Regions from separate parts of the Gossypium hirsutum genome. Here region 2 is linked to region 1. The links are chromatin contacts, called in public Hi-C maps. All regions are on one chromosome and are shown on one strand. Each heading gives the region's core, a stretch centred on a gene start, on an enhancer-like site or on the middle of the called end of the contact. The rest is flanking DNA. Distances are from core to core; before and after follow the strand shown. Region 1 holds the start of LOC107897637 (NADH dehydrogenase [ubiquinone] 1 alpha subcomplex subunit 8-B). Region 2 holds the start of LOC107897645 (histidine-containing phosphotransfer protein 1).

Region 1 (6,055 bases), core at 1,532-4,031:
ATAAAATTTCAAAAATTATTTTTTAATTACTATTATTAAATATGTCTATTAATTTAATGTAAATATCATGAAGATTAAACGGGTGAGATATTTTTTTAAAAAAGTAAACGGAATTTACCATATAAGATTTCAATAATTATTTTTTTAATCACTATTATTAAATGTGGTTATTATTTAATGTAAATATATTTCATATTTAATCAATTTAGTGTAAATATATATTGTACTTATCATGAATCATTATTATAATTTATACATTTTATTTTACCACTTTTAATTTTAATTTAATATTATAATTTACTTTTTAATATATTTCTAAATTTCTATACTATTTTCAAATTTTTATTTATAAAATATTATTTATTTTAAATATTACTTACATTAAATATATTGTATATATTATATATTATTTATTTTTAATTTATAAAAAAAAAATTAAACACGTAAAATCACATGCAACATTAGAAACTAATGTTAAATAAATGGTGAGATTATTAGGTATATTACTAACAAATAAGAAACAAATTATAAAGTGATAAATCTCAAAATTATACTTGAATCTTGATTTAATGTGCAATTGCTTACATGAACTTTAATTTAGTGCAATTATAAATGTGAAACTCTAATTGTAGTTCAAATGTATACTTGAAACTTTAATTTTGATTTAATCATACACATTTAAAGAAATAAATACATCAATTTATTTCTGAATATAATTATTTATGTATAATATATTAACAAAAAATAATGTTATATTAATAATTTACAAAAGTTAGATTAAATTAAAATTTAATGTATAAAATTACACAAAATCAAAATTCATATATAGTTTTAATATTTATCCCATTTAATAAACAAATAAAGCGAAACGAGGATACACCAGCGCCAATTTACTTACTATTGTTTTAGTTTTGTTTGCTGTAGCATATATTTCCTTTAGCAGCTGATCAGAAAGAAAAAAAAAGGAAAAGATATGCATGAATGAAGGGAAGAAGATCATGAACGAGAATCACACTCATCATGAATTATGTTTAAAAAAATGGAGTCATTTTCGGATGAAAATAGAAAAAAGAGAATTTTGGCAAGAACAGTCTTTTTATCCATACATGAGGGGATACAATGCCGAAAGCATATATAATGGGACAGTTCTTGTTCAATGCAAACTGGACCTAACTTATTCATAATTCAAGCATGAAAAGAGAATGTGTTTGATGAGTGCCAGCTGCTGGCTGCTGCAGAAAGCCGAAGTCAGTCCAAAGGGCAAGCTTTCTCAAAGGCTTGTTGCTCTTTGCAACATAAATCGAACTCATTTGTGTAGTAATACATGCATCCCACATAAGCTTCCATGGGGTCTTTGCATCTCTGATACAGATCTTTTAGCCTGCACCACGCGGTCCAACATTCCATAATTCAGATTAAAAAAGAAACGGAAAGGGTAACAGTAATGCACAATGTAGTCACCTATTCGAGTAATGCTTTGAGTTCCCCCCCAAAAATGTGCTTTTTAAAATATCCGGACAAGGGTACAAAGATAGGATTCACCTAAGTTCCTCCAAACACATAGAAAAGCTTAAAAGAATAAAGATGGAACATACCTATATTTGACACACGAACCAAGTTCGATAACATAGAGTAAGAACCGCAAAATATTCAGTGTTCAGAGGCATTTTTTAAGCTACAAAATGCTATAAACCCAAATCAAGTGAATGCGGCAAATGTCTTACTCTTGATTGGAGAAGTGGGAAGCCCCATTTTTACAATCAAACACAAACAGAAAGCCGAAAACCTATTAAAACTCAGTTGGTTTTCAGTAAATAGATCTAAAAAAGAATCAAACTAACATAAAGAGGAAGAAAAAACATCAGATTCAATGGCTCGGTTACACATGAATCTATTTCGCCTAATCATAGGGAGACTTAACATGGATTCATTTGAAGTTTCCATTGCTAATTGAAACACAAAGTTACCAAATGAGAGATGATCATTTCCCCGCCCCGCCTACCCAAAGAGATAAACCCTATGTTTCTCGAGGATATGCCCGTACCTATATCGATATGGATACTTTCGAGAGAAATGACCTATCCCTATCCTTTTAACCACACTTTCACAGTATAAAACCTCCTAAAAAACCTGTTCCAAAATTTCCATTACAAAGATATTAAAACCAATAATCCTAATTATCACACATTTTCCTAGTTAATTTCATTTCCCAGTTTTAATTCCCTTTCAATTCCAACATTGTCATATACGAACCAATTGAGCAAGAAAAACCCACAAAGAAATTCAAAATGGGAAAAACTGAAAATTGAAAAAAAAATGCTTACACTCCAAGGGCACAGCGAGTAGCTTGGCGGCCCTTATCGAGACATTTCTCAGGGTTGGGATCTTTCTTCTTACACTTGAGGAACTCCACGTTTTCGGACATACATTTAATCTCTATGTGCTTTGCTGATGACATCAGCACCGACGACGTTGGGATCGGTTCCCCCGTCGCATCCACCACTTTCGCCATTTCCGCCACCGAACCCAGAAAGAAATAAAAAAAATAAAAAGATCGCTTCTTTCTGCATCAACAATGAAAAGATGTCAAAATTTCATCAATCAAGATGAAAAAAAGGGAAAAATTACTGGGAATTAATCTCTTACCTTAATCAAGTAAAGGGTTTTCACTTAAACACTGAGATAGAGAATAGGGTTGTAAAGGACTCAAGAGTGAAGAGTTATGGTTTTGTTTAAACAGACGTAAACGGTGGAGTTGGTTGGTAATTCATTTTTGCTTTGAAGGGTATTTACGTCATTCCATGTTTCTTTTTGGGGTTTTATGCTTCCAATCCCAAAACCCTTGCTTTCTTCAGTTTTCTTTTCTCTTTTGTGCCAATCACCAAAGCAGTCATTTTCCGAGACAATTTAAGGGTAAGTTAAATTAAATTATTGTGATTTGATTTAATGTTAAAGTGACTTCCTTAGCTCTCTTCTTTGCTTAGTTTTTCATCTGTTTTTTTATGGATAAAATGTTGAATTTGCTGAAATTTGTAGAGATCTTCGAATTGACTTTACCCCTTGAAAAGTGTAGGCAAAAGATTTCATTTTTCTTTTCCGTTTCATTGTTGCATAGGAAATTTCCTTTTTCCTTCTTTTGCCTATTGCAATTGGAGTGACCGTTCTTTATATTACTATACATGTTTGGCATCAATGATCAAACTTAAATTGTCAGGTTGGGTTGGGTTGGTTTTGGATATGACAAAGAAAGGCATGATTTTGAGCAATGTCCCTTGGCTCATTTAGATAATGCCTTTAAACCTGAAAGAATTGGTGATTGATTGTCAGTTCTGAATTATTGCTAGAATCCATTTTTGTTTTGAAATGGACAGGATGTTTTGACATTGAATATTACATAATTTGCTCGGGTTGGGGGGATTGATATAATGAAGTAAAGGATTGGATATCAGGCTCACTTCCTTTGCATTCTAGACTTGCTTAGGTGAAGCTGGTAAGCTGAAATGGTGATTGATTAGCAACCAGGTGATTATTTTATGATTTTCTCTTGGAGAGCCAGGGTTGTCAAGGCATTGTGTTACAGTCCCAAGTTACGGATCGAGTCACTGGATGATTTGTAGGAAATTTGTTTGACTTAACTGATCTTTTCCCTTTGTTTCTGTTTCTTTCGTGGGATGACCCATAATGAACAAGGGGAACTCGTCAAAGGGAATTCCAGACCTTAGAATCGTTAAAAGTGTCTTAAACCCCTGAATATTAGAATAAATTCCGACTTAATTTATTCTTATTTGCAACAGCAGCTATCTTTTTTTTTTAATCCCAAATTTAGTGTGAGCATTTTATTTGTCTCTTTAACACTTTATAACTCTTCCCCCCTTCTGCAAAGTTTATAAGTTAAATAAAATTCATTGTCTAGAGAATCTCTTTGTTATTCACACTGAGGTGGACTCTGTAAAAGAAATTGTCAACTTGACTAGGTTTGTTGGTCGCCAGTAAACACTTGAATATGTTTTGAGTGATGCGGGATATGATGGTGTGGTGTGGAGGGCTTTATGTGTTATCATTGGACCTCTTTGTTGCTCATGGTATGCATTTGGACTCAAATCCGTTGCTCACTCACTCCGATGCCATGTTTAAATTGTGTGCATTTATAACTGTGGGCAAAACATAATAAGTACGGTTTTCTTCATACATATATACAACATGCATGTAAGGATGGATGTTTTGTGCTGTTTATGTTATAAAAATGCATCCGTTCGTACTGATTAGGTTGGTGTTTTCTTGTGTATGTATAGAGATGGGCGACAAGAAGAAAAAGACTTTTATGTTTATCCGTCTTGTCTCGGCTGCTGGGACTGGATTCTTCTACGTGAAGAGGAAAAGTGCTAAGAAAGTGGCTGAGAAACTCGAGTTCCGCAAGTATGATCCCCGGGTAAATCGCCATGTTCTTTTTACAGAGCAAAAAATGAAATAAGGAACCTGTTATTTTGCTTGCAGCTATTCCGTTCTCAACTTATTGACTTTTTAGATTGATGTAGCCGTACTGTTTTTGGTAGAAGATACCAAATTATGCGAACTGGAATGAAAGATGATCGTGTTTTGTCAAATTTGTTTAAGCCTCCAAAGCTTGCATTATCATGTATTAAATGCATCATTTAAAGAGACGGTCAATGAGCAAAACATATATTTTAGGTTAAATTATGAGGATAATCCCTGTACTTGTTGATTTGTGTGGGTTGTCTTTCTACTTTTATTTGCTTAAGTTTGGTCCCTCATTTTCAGTTAGCTCTACTAAAAAATTATTTACAATAACAAATTTAGCCTCTCAATCTTTACCACTGTTATCAATTTGACCTCTACTTTTTTTTCTTATAAAAATATTAAAAAAAAATATAAAATTATATTAAAAATTATAGATTAGTTAAAATTTTTTAAATGTGTCGACAAATTAACGAAAAAAAAAACACTGAAACTTAATATCAATCACTAGATTAGAAATCATTGTTCAATTAGTTACGAGTGTAATCTTACACAATTGAAAAAATAATTTTCCTAATAATGAGCTTTGAAAAAAACTCCCTCTATCAACCCTTCCCACTTTCTTCTTTTAAATGGCTTCAATTCTCATGGTTTCGCATAGTAATCAAAATTAACAAACAAAACCTCTCTCCTTTTTTTTCTAAAAAAAATCGAAACCAAAAAAGATGAATGGAAAAAATATCTTCATGTCGTTTCTTTTTTTGGTGTGGTTTCATTCGATTTTTCAAAGACCCACAATCTTTTTCAGTGTGAGGGTGTTGAAATTCAATGAAACACTATTTTCATTTAAAGTTTCTTTTTGAAAAATACAATTTTTATTTCTTGTTTTTGATTTTCGAAGAAAACTTGTAGACTTTTATTTAAAATATTTTTTTACTCAATGAAATAATGACACACAAACCAAGAAAGAAATAAGTGAAAAAAGATTACCAGAAAAGAATGTGTATCTATTTTGAATGTCATCATGTCTTTTTTTTTTTTTTTTTAGAATAAGATATGGATGCCATTAAAATTGATGGAGCTAATCCTAATTAATGCAAAAGTTGTACCCTACTTAGTTCTTAAAGGACTTAAATCGTCCAGTCTTAAAAGAAACAAATAAACAACATAAAAGAAGCAAACCCTAAAAATTGACTACATCCTAGTTTCTAGAAAAAAAACCCAGTAGTTTCTCTTTTGGCAATTCACTCTTTCATCTACCACCATCGTTCCACCCTGGAATGATCTGTACTTTTAGCGTCCTCCATGAAAGTTCTTGTAGAAAAAAGAAGCCGACGAAACCTTTCGTTTTTCATTTCTTCCAACCCATTTCAAATCCTGTTCAAAAAATTTCTGTCTCTTTTAGCCGCTAACTCTACCCTTTGAGGGGCCTCATCAATCCATACCTTTGTTCCTGGCCAGTTCTTCCCTTCCTCTGCCATTACGTGCGCCGTTTGGTTTGCTGTTCATCCAGCGAAAGAGCAGGTAACATTTTCGAATCTCCGACATCTTTCTTTTATTTCTTGAATAATCACCGCAA
Region 2 (6,055 bases), core at 1,152-3,651, 300 kb before region 1:
TGTATTCAGAATTATTAAATCGACTAAATATTATCGTATCTTCTATAAACAATGGGATGGAGGACATGTTTTTGTGATTTTAAGGCCAAAGTGCAAGTAATGGAATATCCACCATAACATTATTCAATGTAATCTTCCATGATATTATATATAATATTCTCTACAACACACAAACTATAAAAAAAATAATTGTTGAGAAAATAAAAAAATTAATAAAATATTATTAATATGACTTGATTTAATTGATTCACCATTCATTAACATTGTAATAAAATTTAAGATTTGAGTTTCAACAAATATCTATTTTTTAGTTAATCTTTAATCTCACTTTGAATTCTCTATAAAATTAACGATATGTCTTAAGTTTAGAATAAAAATCTATTCAGAATAAATGGTTGGACTAATTAATTTATGAATCGATATGAATTGAATAAATTTGATTAAACCTATAATTAAATCAAATTTTCTTTTTAATATATATTTTTAAATATATTAATTTATTTATTTGAATAAATTGAATTAGACGTTATTTTGAAAATGTTGACTAAGATAACCTCTCCAGTTTTTTAAATTAATAAAATAAAAAAACAAACAAACGATAAGGATTCTGTCTCAACGATAATGGCTGGTTGTAGGTCCAGCTGTCCCTTGTTTATTGATGAAAAGACAAGTTGGTATAGAACTAAGATTAGCTGTAGTAAATCTTGATGTGCCCTCACAAGATTCTTTCAATATCTTAAAAACAAACATTAAAATTAGTGGGGAGATGAATGCTTGTGGACCATGCAATGCTCATCATTTACGCTCACTCCACCGTCCAATAATCTTGATGCACATTTTTGCCACAAAACAAATAACGGACTAATTGGTTAAAATTAATTTATTTTGATATTCAATTCAAACAAAATGTTGGCCTATTTCCATGTAAAATTCATAATAATAATAAGATGATGCTCTTAGGGATTAAGGAAGCGAGTAGCCACATTTAGCATGTTAAATGGCTTGAAATTTTGTTGATTTAAACTCAAAATCCTAATGAAAAATCTCTCTAATCTTCATTTATTATCGTCGAATGGATGCTTAAATTCAATATGTTCCTCTTCTAAACAAGACTTTCTTTTCAACCTTTTAAATTGAGTTTCTATTGCTTGAAACTTTCTAACTAACTTTTAACTTGATTTGGTATGTTTGAGTCTATCTTTTTTTGATATTTTTATTATCTTTTCTTTGTTTTTGTAAGTGATATTTGGGGCTCGCTAAAGCAATAAACTTTCGTTTTTTTTATATATATTTTTGTTTGCTTTGGATGTGGTAATATTTGTTTGTTGGTTCAAGGGAAGGCTTATGAATGGTTTAGTTGTGGATTTTCTTGGTTTATGGTTTTGACTGAAGGGGAAATATGGTGAGTACATTAATGATGTGAGGCTGTTGAGCTGGTTGGTTTAAATGTGAGGGCGTGGGGTTGACAGTGGCTTTGCTAGGGTTTGGGCTTGAGTTATTGTTGATATTGTTTGGACTATTAGGTTAGAGAGTAATGGTGTGAAGATTGAGTGACCAAAGTGTAAATTTGTAAAGTTACGAATTGTTAAAAAATAAACTTATAATCTTTTGAAATTAAATGACCAAATTGTAAACTTACTTATATTTAAGTGACTAAATTATAAATTTACCAGTCTCACATTTGACATTCGTTACCAACTTAACTACCAATAATATACTCACAAATTTATAATTTTTTTTAGAAAAATGATTAGAATGTAGCTTTATTAGTAATTATTGTTTTTAATTTTCAAGCATATATAATTGGTATATATATTTTCATGATAAATTAAATCTTTATAGGGACACTTTTGATAAAGATAATCTTTATAGAGACACTCAAAATCTACATCTCGGAAAAATAGTTTAGAAAAGTCAAATTTATTATGGATAACATAACTGTCAATAATTTAATTGTGGAAATTCCTAACGTTTCTCATCAACAAATTTATGGGGTCATTATGATATTTTATTATGATAAAAATTAAAATGGAAATGTAATCCAGTTATTTATAGCAATAATTTGATCCTACAATAAGTTAATAAATAATAAACATTTAAAATTAAGATATGACAAGTCAGCATGCTATGTCTTTTAAAATATATAAATAATTTCTATACACAGTATAATAATATTTAATTTTTTGATAAAGAAATATAAAAAAAACAAATACTAATTTCTATACTAATTTAAATTAAAACGCAGTCATTGATAGTAATTTTATAAAATAAAAAATTTGTCCTTTTCCTTTTTTATGAATAAATAATTTATAATTGAAATATAAAAATTATATTGTAATGATAAATAAAACTTATTTTTAATAAAAAGTATATATTGTGATGTGTTGGCAACATAAAAAAGGAAATTAACCATAAAATTTCCATTCGTGTTTAAATAATTTAGAAGAGAGAGAGAGAGAGAGAGAGAGCAAAATAAAGGAGGGAGTATGATTTTGTAATAGAAAACTGAAAACAGTAATAGCTCAAAAGAAAATAGAGCCAAAGGGAATAACATTAAATTCACATCAAATCCTTTTCAAAGGTTTGCAAAAAAGCATTTATACCCTTTTCTTGGGCCTTTTTTTGTTCTTTATTTTTGTGCTATTATTGCATTTCATTTCATCCCTAAACATCTAAATTTAAGCCACAAGCTTTGAGGTTTTGACCTTTTGTTGGGTCATTAGCTTTGATTAGTGGGAAAAGTTCTTTGTATGTGCAGAGAGAACAAAGGCTAAAGAGAATGGAAGTGGGTCAGATGCAGAGAAGATTGGTGGACTACACAAAATCCTTGTTTATGGAGGTAAAATCCCATTAAAAAAATCAACTTCAAATGTACAAATCTATTAACAAAAATCTCGTTTTTCTTTTGTCCTTGTTTTCTTCTTCTTGTTTTGGTATGTTTGGTTTTTCCTTACTTTTGTACCTTTTTTTTTGTTGGGACAAGGGTTTCTTGGATGCTCAGTTTTTGCAGCTTCAACAGCTTCAAGATGAGAGCAACCCAGATTTTGTTGTTGAAGTTGTGTCTCTTTTCTTTGATGATTCAGAGAAACTTCTTAATGATCTCACCATGGCTTTGTAAGAAACTCACCTTTTCCTTTTGTTTTCTGCCATGGATGTTTTTTTTTCTCCATTAAACATGTCTTTTTTCTTATACAGAGATCAGCCAAGTGTAGATTTCAAAAAAGTTGATGCTCATGTTCATCAATTGAAGGGTAGCAGTTCCAGGTTCAAAGCCTTAGAACAATATGATCCCATAGTTTCATTACAAAAGTTGACTAAACTTGTTAGATCTAACCATTCTAGAAAAACAAGGCTAAAAAACATGAAAAATGAACAAAATCTTGAAATGTTCAAGTTGTTTGATTAAACAATCAATTGTTGTGTGTGTGTCAACAGCATTGGTGCACAGAGAGTTAAAAATGCTTGCATTGCTTTTCGTAGCTTCTGCGAGGAGCAGAACATCGATGCGTGAGTCTCTTTACTTCACTCTAGTTTTTCGTTTTATCATATATTATAGATTTCGATACGATGTTCTTGAAAACATTGCAGGACACTGAGATGTCTTCAACAAGTGAAACAAGAGTATTACCTTGTGAAGAACAAGCTTGAAACTATGCTCAGGGTTAGTGCACTAGTTTTTTGCTTAAAGGAAATAGTTGTACTTAAGTTATAAAACCACTTTTTCTTATGCTTTTCTTTTCCCGGTTAACGCAGTTAGAGCAGCAAATCGTGGCGGCTGGTGGGTCGATTCCGATGATTGAACTGGGTTTTTGAGGACCATAAACATGAAGGGGGGAAAGAATGATTTTGGGGGTGGTTTATACAATAGGAACATATGGTGTTTAAGGTTTCTCTTTTTTATTTAATCTTACCAGTGAGTTTGTGGTTGTTTGATGTTCATGAAAGAAGAGATTTCATACTAGTTTCACTCCAAATAACTTCTAAAAGAACCTTTCTGTTGATAAATTTCCTCTTCAATTAATACTGTTTCTTCCATGAATGTGAACTATTGTTCCAGTTGGTGAACACTGGAATTGCTTCTAGATTTGTAATGCTATTCGTTGCTCTCGTGTTTATCGACAATATCTATGCATGTAGTGTAGGAATATCGATAAAATGATGTTAACAGTGCATGAGACACTCCGTAGGGGGGGCGGGGTTCGATATTGCTAAATGCTGAATTGCTGGCACATAATCCCCCAAAGTAGGGTTATGGCCATCATCATTGTTTTAGTTGTCTGAAGTTTTTACCCCTTGATTCCATTTCCTACTAAAGTTTCCCCCTTGTGGAAAAATATCCCAGGAGACATGAGCAAAGCTTGTCTTTTCTTGCCATGTTCCACATTTAACTGTCGTTTCTTCTATTATAACTGTTATTAGTCAATTATAGAGAAAAGAAACAAAAGAACTGTTGTTAGTCCTGGAGGACAATAACATGTTGGCATTAGTGGTTCAAAGATATAAACTGGCAACAAGAGAATTGTGGGGTTTTGATTTGATTATTTAAGTGGCAGACAAATGTTACTACGGTTCATGATGTCTTTCACAAAATGTTAACCATAAATCTGTTGGGACCGTCTCTTTGTCGGCTGCCAATATATCAGATTTAACCATAAAGCCGTTTGATTTGGTGTATTCCACACAGTTCTTTATTCATCATAGCTCCCTAATACAGCGGACCGGTTTTGACTACCCAATTGATCTGCAAACAGATTGTAATAAGCCGTAGTGTCGACATTTTTCAATATTTTTGCTGATTTTCCTTGCTTGTCGTTGATCAAAATCTGTCCATCCATGGATTCAACACCTTCAGCAATCACTTTGATTGGCATTTCTTCAATGGTAGGTTTCAGATTGTGATGATCTCCACCCATGAATATTGCACCAATGATTTCACCCATGAATGTTTCCTGCAAATGAAAAAGAGATTCAATCTTCATTCGCGAATGTTCATTTTATTCATAAGATCAGAAAACGTTAACATATGGCGATATCAATGAAGAGTTTGCTGCAAAGCGTAAAGCTTGAACAATAGACGCTTGACGAACTGAACTTCAGGACTAATACTTGCCAGGTTCAGCCTCTCTAAGATCTCTGGAAACAGACTGACTTTACGCTGAGTGGAATGAGTGTGATGTTAATCCTGATTCGAAAACTGACTTTGCGGAAAACGAATGGAGGAACATTGAATTCGGCATACTTGTTTGAAGGAATGCTGAAACACATTTCCTTTATCATGAGGACTTCGGCTGATATGTCTTCCAACAATATACACATTCTGCAGATAGATTGCAAACATAAATCCCATGACATACATGCATAAATCCATCCATCGTTACATACATACATGCATGAATACATATAGACATACAAGCATAGATACATGTGTGAAAAGGGTAACTTCATGAAATCCCATATGCCTGAACTAGTGAAGCTGTTTTTGTTTTAGTTATAATCCTGGCTAAAGTGGTCAGAGGTTCATTAGTCAATATGTTAATTTTTTATCCAGGATCCTTACTTTTCAATTTTGAAGTCCAAATTTCCAGTGCCAGAGGTTGTCTTAGTGATTTGACTGAGTGATCAGCTGTATATCTTCAGTGACAGTCCATATATTTCAGTTCTAAGCACTTCAGAGTTCAGACAGGAAAGGATGTTAGAAGAATACCTTCGACGGCTTCATGGTAAGTGCTGAGCTAGTCCATAAAGAGTATCCGAATCGAGAAATCTCTCACTTCCATGTGGAATAGCCTTAGCATACTTGCAGTCACCAACAGGAGGGAATACATTGTCAGACTGGTTCATTGCAAATACGTCTCCAAGACCAACCGAAATGTCATCCCAACCCATCATGTGCAGTAAATCATAGATTATATCTATGGTTGCAGCATCAGCCCAATCAGTTGGAGTTACTAAAATTGCCTGGATAAATAGAAATACTGAATTTACGGAACTTTTATATCTTTTGTCTTTTCAAAATCATTTGTGAAGAATTATTTTGGAGAAATATGTTTTGTTC

What was found. A called contact is a pair of places that touch in the nucleus more often than the background predicts.
Region 2: a contact with region 1 is called in a Hi-C map of leaf, with 2.7 times the contacts expected there. The contact joins the promoter of LOC107897645 here to the promoter of LOC107897637 in region 1. A contact is called at or near these places in 3 of 34 Hi-C or Micro-C datasets (callus and leaf).

The regions. Positions count from the first base shown.
Region 1 is chrA10:23,399,975-23,406,029 of Gossypium_hirsutum_v2.1, reverse strand. It overlaps LOC107897637 (NADH dehydrogenase [ubiquinone] 1 alpha subcomplex subunit 8-B), which reads right to left and starts at 2,781. Exons shown (of 3, transcript XM_016823154.2): 1 at 2,647-2,781; 2 at 2,325-2,564; 3 at 1,000-1,381. The coding sequence starts at 2,512. The coding sequence ends at 1,249. It overlaps LOC107897638 (50S ribosomal protein L33), which reads left to right and starts at 2,695. Exons shown (of 2, transcript XM_016823155.2): 1 at 2,695-2,913; 2 at 4,293-4,604. The coding sequence starts at 2,802. The coding sequence ends at 4,471. LOC107897636 (a long non-coding RNA gene) reads left to right here and starts at 5,488. Exons shown (of 5, transcript XR_001684230.2): 1 at 5,488-6,000.
Region 2 is chrA10:23,697,110-23,703,164 of Gossypium_hirsutum_v2.1, reverse strand. It overlaps LOC107897645 (histidine-containing phosphotransfer protein 1), which reads left to right and starts at 2,401. Exons shown (of 7, transcript XM_016823162.2): 1 at 2,401-2,581; 2 at 2,759-2,839; 3 at 2,984-3,114; 4 at 3,196-3,264; 5 at 3,436-3,507; 6 at 3,589-3,661; 7 at 3,754-4,082. The coding sequence starts at 2,780. The coding sequence ends at 3,813.